Linked DNA regions of Oryctolagus cuniculus: region 2 is linked to region 1. The links are chromatin contacts, called in public Micro-C maps. All regions are on one chromosome and are shown on one strand. Each heading gives the region's core, a stretch centred on a gene start, on an enhancer-like site or on the middle of the called end of the contact. The rest is flanking DNA. Distances are from core to core; before and after follow the strand shown.

Region 1 (3,036 bases), core at 204-2,703:
CAAGGGCTTGGGCCGCTGCACCCACGAGGGAGGTTAGGATGGAGTTCCAGGCTCTTGGCTTCTGCTTGGTCCAGCCCTGGCTCTTGTGACCATCTGGGGAGTGAGCGAGTGGAAGACATCTCTCTCTCTTTCAGATAAATAATTATATCTTAAAAAAAAAAAGTTAGCTACTGTTGACATCTCAGGTAAATGGAAATCATGCAACATCTATTTGCGACTGGCTCATTTCCTTTAGTGAAATACCCTCAAGGCGGGCCGGTGCCGTGGGTCACCTGGTTAATCCTCCGCCTTGCAGCGCCGGCATCCCATATAGGTGCTGGGTTCTAGTCCCGGCTGCTCCTCTTCCAGTCCAGCTCTCTGCTGTGGCTTGGGAAGGCAGTGGAGGATGGCCCAAGTGCTTGGGCCCTGCACCCGCATGGGAGACCAGGAGGAAGCACCTGGCTCCTGGCTTCAGATTGGCGCAGCACCGGCCGTAGCGGCCATTTGGGGAGTGAACCAACGGAAGGAAGACCTTTCTCTCTGTCTCTTTCTCACTATCTATAACTCTGTCAAAAAAAAAAAAAAAAAAAAAAAAAAAAAAAAAAAAAGAAGAATACCCTCAAGGTTCATCCATGCTGTAGCATATGGTGTGTTTTTCCTTCCTTTTTAAGGGCTGAATAATATTCCATTATCTGTTGACAGACATTAGGCTACTTCCACCTCTTGGCTATCGTGAATAAAGCTGCAAAAAACGCAGCTGTGCAACTCTCTCCCGGATTTAACTGCCTTATTTCCCAAGGACCGGCAACGCCGACGCACAGAGGAAAAGGGTCGTCTAAATCGGGGTTTCCAGACGGCAGGACAGTCCCCTGCGTTTGGGGCCCCACAGCCAGCCCTTTGCTGAGCCGGGCTGCCCTGCTCTCCTCGCAGAGGCGTCCCTGGCCTCTGCCCCTTGTGCACAAGGTGTGTGCGTGCACGCAAGCCCGCCTTTGGAGGCCAGCCCGGGGGGACGCAGGTGACTGTCCCCGGAGGCGACAGAAGGCGCCCTCTAGTCTCAAGCTCCGGGAGGCTTTACAAAGCGAGTGACAGATGTCGCGAGGCTGTCATCACGCTCGGGGGAACAACTTTGGACACAAAGCCAGCACAGCGCTGCGCCCAGCCGCTGGGTTCCCCCTCCATCCCCCTTCCCCATGCCGCCGGGCGCCTTCGCAGTGCACGCTGGGGCTTGTAGTTCCGAGCCTGCGAGGCTGCGCCCGTTCAGCGGACCCAGCGCTACCGGCTCAGTCCGACACCAGCCGGCTCCCGGAAGTGGAGGAGGCTTAAAGCGTCTACGCTTCCTTTCCCCGCCTCTTAGTCCCGGAGATTGCCATCTCAGACAGCCAATAGAAAGCCAGAGTGGTAATTCTTGCTACCTGATTGGCTTAGATTTTTGCAACCGCCCGGATAAACTTGCCGACGATTGGTTGAGCCTTCAGTTTTGAAAATCGTAGATTTCGCCCGCGCTGCACGGCTCGGTTGCTTCTCTGGTGCGGCGAACCCTGAAGACCGGGAGCTGCGTGGGTCTGGGCAGGCGGCTTCCCGGCTAGGAAGACCGCCGGACGTGGATAGCAGCTTCGGGAGACGCGGTGCAGTCAGGTGAGTGCGCGCGGCCGCCGCCGGCGCCGGGGAGGTTGGCATTGGTTCCCAGCCTCTTGGGCTCCTCACTGCCCGCTCCGGGTCAGGGGCGTGACCCCCGATCCCAAGTGGCCTGGGCATGCAGGGGTCATCTCTTCCGAGCGGCGAGGTGACCTGCGTTGGTCCGGCGGTCCGAGATGCCGCCGCCCGCTTCCACTTCCTCCCGGGGCCCCCGGGGCCCCCGAGAATAACCCCGTCCCCTCCCCCACCGGGTGCCCAGGACCTCGTCGCTTGCCTCGGAGGCTCTGTGTTGACTTAGGGCCGCAGGAAGCCCGAAGCCGACCGGCTTGTTGGGCGGATGCACGCCACTCGGCGTTTTATCGCCGTCAGACCCCTGGTCGCCCGCCCCTCTCCGCGCCCCGCCGGGCAGCATTTTAAACCGCCCGTGCGGCCCCTGATGTGTCCCTGCCCGGCGCGTTGCGTTCCATCCGGCCCCCGTGGGCTGTCCCCGGGGCGTCCAGAGCCGGCCTGGGCGCCGGCCTGCGGAAGCTGATATCCGGGGGGTTGGTCTAGCAGGTGGTTAAGAGCGGAGTTTAAATCCGGGCTCTGCTCCTGATTTGCTGGGCGTCTGTGACTTCGCTTCTCTTCGCCTGGTTCTCATCTGCACATGCGTGTGCTGCAGAGTGTGGTGAGCAGTGCGAGAGGCGATGCCGGGGCTCAGGGAGCAGCTACCAGGACCATTGCGGTGGAGCTATGGCCACCGTTTTGCAGCTCTAAATGGAGCAGGAGCGGGGAGGAGGGCCCGGGAAGGCCTGTGGGGCGTGCAGGCTGGGTTTGGAGTGGAAGGGAGACTGTGGAGAGGCAGCGGGGCTCCCTTCTTCCTTGGAGGAGTGTCGGTGCTGTGTGTCTGCACGGGTTGTTACCCGGGTTGAAGATGAGGTTTTTGCTGCTCTTCCCTGGGGTCTGATTCTTTGTACGCAGGCCCCACTCGCCTTTCCGGGACATGCACCTGTGTTCTTACATGTGGGGACCTCTTTTAAACGGCCCAGTATACACTTCCCTGCGGAAGAAGTCCAAATGCTGCTTTGGACTTTGTCAAAGAAGTTCTCACCCACCTTGCCGATTTGCACAAATATTAGAAAAGTCAGCCAGTTCTTGCTCTCTGTAGTGCCTCTGCAAACCGTTGTCTCTCCCTGAAGCAGTTTTCTTTTAGCTGGCCTTGAACTGGGTCTTGCACTTCGCCAGGGCTGTGGTCTGGGTGCAGGTGGGCTCCGGGGAGTGACGGATGGCTGTCGAGAGGCCAGGCCCGTGACTTGCTGGCTGCAGGGCAGAGGTCTGTGCCCAAGCCTGTGTGATTTCTGCCTGTTTGGCCCTGCCCAGGTTAGTGCTGCCCCTGGCAGCTGGGAGCAGGGCTGTGGGCCTGTCCCAGCCTGTGCAGAGTGA
Region 2 (3,036 bases), core at 249-2,748, 300 kb before region 1:
CCTGGACTGGTACCTAATCTCAATTTCTAATGGAGAATTCCTCCCACTACACGTTTATGGATTCTCAGGACCCATAAGCAAAAGAAAACAGTTAGAATTCTGGCTCCAACAAGTAATCTGAGTCTTGGTGAAGTGGTTACAATAACATCTATTTGGGGCCCGCACTGTAGCACAGTGAGTGGGCTAAGTGTCTGCCTGCAGCACTGGCATCCCATTTGGACACCTGTTCGTGTCCCGGCTGCTCCTCTTCCGATCCAGCTCTCTGCTATGGCCTGAGAAAGTGGTAGAAGATGGCCCAAGTACTTGGGCCCTTGCACCCACGTGGGAAACCAGGAAGAAGCTCCTGGGTCCTGGCTTTGGTTTGGCCCAGTTCTGAAAGTTGTGGCCATTTGGGGAGTGAACCAGTGGATGGAAGATCTTTCTGTCTCTCCCTCTGTCTGCAACTCTGTGTCTCAAATAAATAAAATCTTTTAAAAAAATAATATCTATCTGACACAGAGTTGCTGTATGATTTAAGAAAGCTGATGCATGTCCACCATCTAGTTTAGTGCCCCACATACAGTAGCTGTTCAATAGGTGTTTGTTTCCTTCCTAAGGTTGCAAGGAAGATGATGAGATAATGCCTGTGAAAGAGGCTACACACGTCAAGTTTTGTACAAATGTTCACTTCCATTGTCACCCACTAAGCCAACGCTTCTAAAATCCAGAACATAACAACTCGGGAGAAGTAAACTGACCCCATTGTTCCAAGAGATACTGGAATTGAATTCAGTAAACAATTATGTCCCCCTCACCCCCCTAAGAACGATGAAGACAATCGCGGCTATTTATCCAGCCTCCAATTACGGGCCCTGTGTTGGGCACCGGGAATACAAAGGCTAATAGACATCACCCAGAGCTAGAGGCGCGTCAGATGGTGGTCACTAGGAGGCGTGGCAGAAAACAAAGGCGGCCAAGAAACGTGGCAAGAGGTCTGTGCAGAGGCTGGGGGCGCTCCCAAGAGAAGGGGACCAAGTGCCCGTGAGAGTCCAGACACTGGCCAGGGCCTTGTGGGATGAGTACAAGGCGGGGGAAGAACTTTCTAGAGATCACAGGGAACACACACACAAGTTCCAGGGTACTCAAAGTGCACCTCACACCCCTCACCCTTTATAAACAGCAGGAGCTGAAGCCCAGCGGGGCTACATCTCAGCCTACGGAGTCCATGGCAAGTCCTTCCTCGCCCCTCAGCTCAAACCGGGGCCCCAGGAGCGCTCCAACATCTGAATCTTGGACTTGAGACCTCCGCGAAAGTACGCGGTGTGAATCAGACCCCGAGCCGTGCTCTCCGCCCTGCTCAGAACTCCCCTCATCCCTCTCACCATTTTGCCGGGCACAGCCTAAGTCGCCACTCCGCCACCGGAAGAACACGTCGGCAGGAGCAGGCGCCTTGTTCGTCCGGAAGAGGAAGTGCTCTCGTGCGAATGGCATTGTGGGACTTGTAGTCTTTTAGTTTCAGGTGTGCTCGGAGCTGGGATCTGTGGGGCCTGATGTAGTACCCTACTCCTGGAGCAGAGTGAGCAACGCAAGAATAGGGAAGGCTTAGCTGAGCGAGTCCTTTCTCCCTAGCGAAACTGTTTGCCTTGGGAGCAAGGTGTTCGAGAGAGCCAGAGCGTGCACTACGCTCCCCAGGAAGCTGTGCGCCGCGGGCCGGTCACGTGACGGGAGCGCGGGCTTTGGAAGGCGGCGGAGTGAGGGTCTGCCCGCGACAAGAGCTGAGGGGAGCGGAGCTTAGGACTGTGCTGGGCAACACCTGGCGAAGCGCTACCTGCCCAGGCCTCGCGCCGCAAAGGCCAGGTGAGACTCCATGGGACGCTCCTGAGAGCGACGGGGGCCGCTTTGCGCCGGGTGCCCTGTCGCTCGCGGGTTCTCAGGCCGTCCCGCCACTTTCCCGTTGTGGGATTTGGGATCTTTTGCATAACCTCCGAGCCCCTCCTTTGCTTGTAGAAGGAGGCCCATAACTACCACGTTATGAGGTCGTGGGGTATTATTTTTTATTATTATTGTTATTTTTTAAACTAAGGCTTTGGACGCAAAGCCTGTTCGCAGCCTCGCTTGCTGAGGCCCCTTGGCTGCTGTATTGAATGCCGCCGAGAGCGCCCGCGGCTCGCAGAGCGACGTGCTCTGCTCTGGGCACACGGGCTAACAGTGCTGCCCGCTTGGGGACCCGAACCCGAGGACCGGGTGGGTTCCGTCTCGGGCACCTGGGTCATGGCGGAAGATCGCCGGTTAACGCAGCGGGAATCCGCAAGACAGGCTCGGTTGTCACAGAGTGGAGAAGCCCAGAGCGAAGTGCGCTGTGACGCCGATGGTGCACGCGGGCGCCCGGACTCAAGGCCAGGGCTTGGCCACGGGCATTCACAGGGGAGCTAGAAGGAGATGGACCGTGAAGGAAGGGTGAGAGGTTGGCGGGAAGAGGGCACCGAAAAGGCAGCCCCGAGCACAGCCTTTCGATTGGGTTCCCAGACTGAGGAGGTTGGTTGTAGAGTATTTATTTATTTATTTGAAGAGCACAGTTACAGAGAGGCAGAGAGAGAGATTCCATCCGCTGGTTCACTCCCCGATGGCCGCAATGGCCAGAGCTGCGCCGATCTGAAGTCAGGAGCCAGCAGCTTCTTCTGGGTGCCCCACGCGGGTGCGGGGGCCCAAGCACTTGGGTCATCTTCTACTGCTTTCCCGGGCAATAGCAGAGAGCTGGATCGGAAGTGGAGCAGCCGGGAGTAGAACCAGCGCCCATATGGGATGCCGCACTACAGGCGGCGGCTTTACCGGCTGCACTACAGTGCCAGGCCCTGTAGAGGATTTCTTAATGAGGAACACCTGCTACCAGTGCGTACAGGATGACTTTAAATTGCACATAATTGTGTGCATTTAAAGATCTGTTAGGTGAATGCAAGTTCAGATTTTAACTGGAGGTGGCAAAAATGGTGATGGCAGTTTGGGAAAGATTTGCTAAGGGACCTGGGTCACGGATGATGAAGCACTGGCTCCTATTTG

What was found. Hi-C and Micro-C count contacts between places; a contact is called where the count stands out from the background.
Region 2: a contact with region 1 is called in a Micro-C map of ear pinna, with 6 times the contacts expected there. The contact joins the promoter of TMEM258 here to the promoter of INCENP in region 1. A contact is called at or near these places in 3 of 6 Hi-C or Micro-C datasets (ear pinna, psoas muscle and an unstated tissue).

The regions. Positions count from the first base shown.
Region 1 is chr1:10,145,833-10,148,868 of mOryCun1.1, reverse strand. It overlaps INCENP (inner centromere protein), which reads left to right and starts at 1,453. Exons shown (of 18, transcript XM_008274397.4): 1 at 1,453-1,614.
Region 2 is chr1:10,441,234-10,444,269 of mOryCun1.1, reverse strand. It overlaps TMEM258 (transmembrane protein 258), which reads right to left and starts at 1,498. Exons shown (of 4, transcript XM_002721019.5): 1 at 1,362-1,498. The coding sequence starts at 1,364. It overlaps FEN1 (flap structure-specific endonuclease 1), which reads left to right and starts at 1,647. Exons shown (of 2, transcript XM_008274406.4): 1 at 1,647-1,836.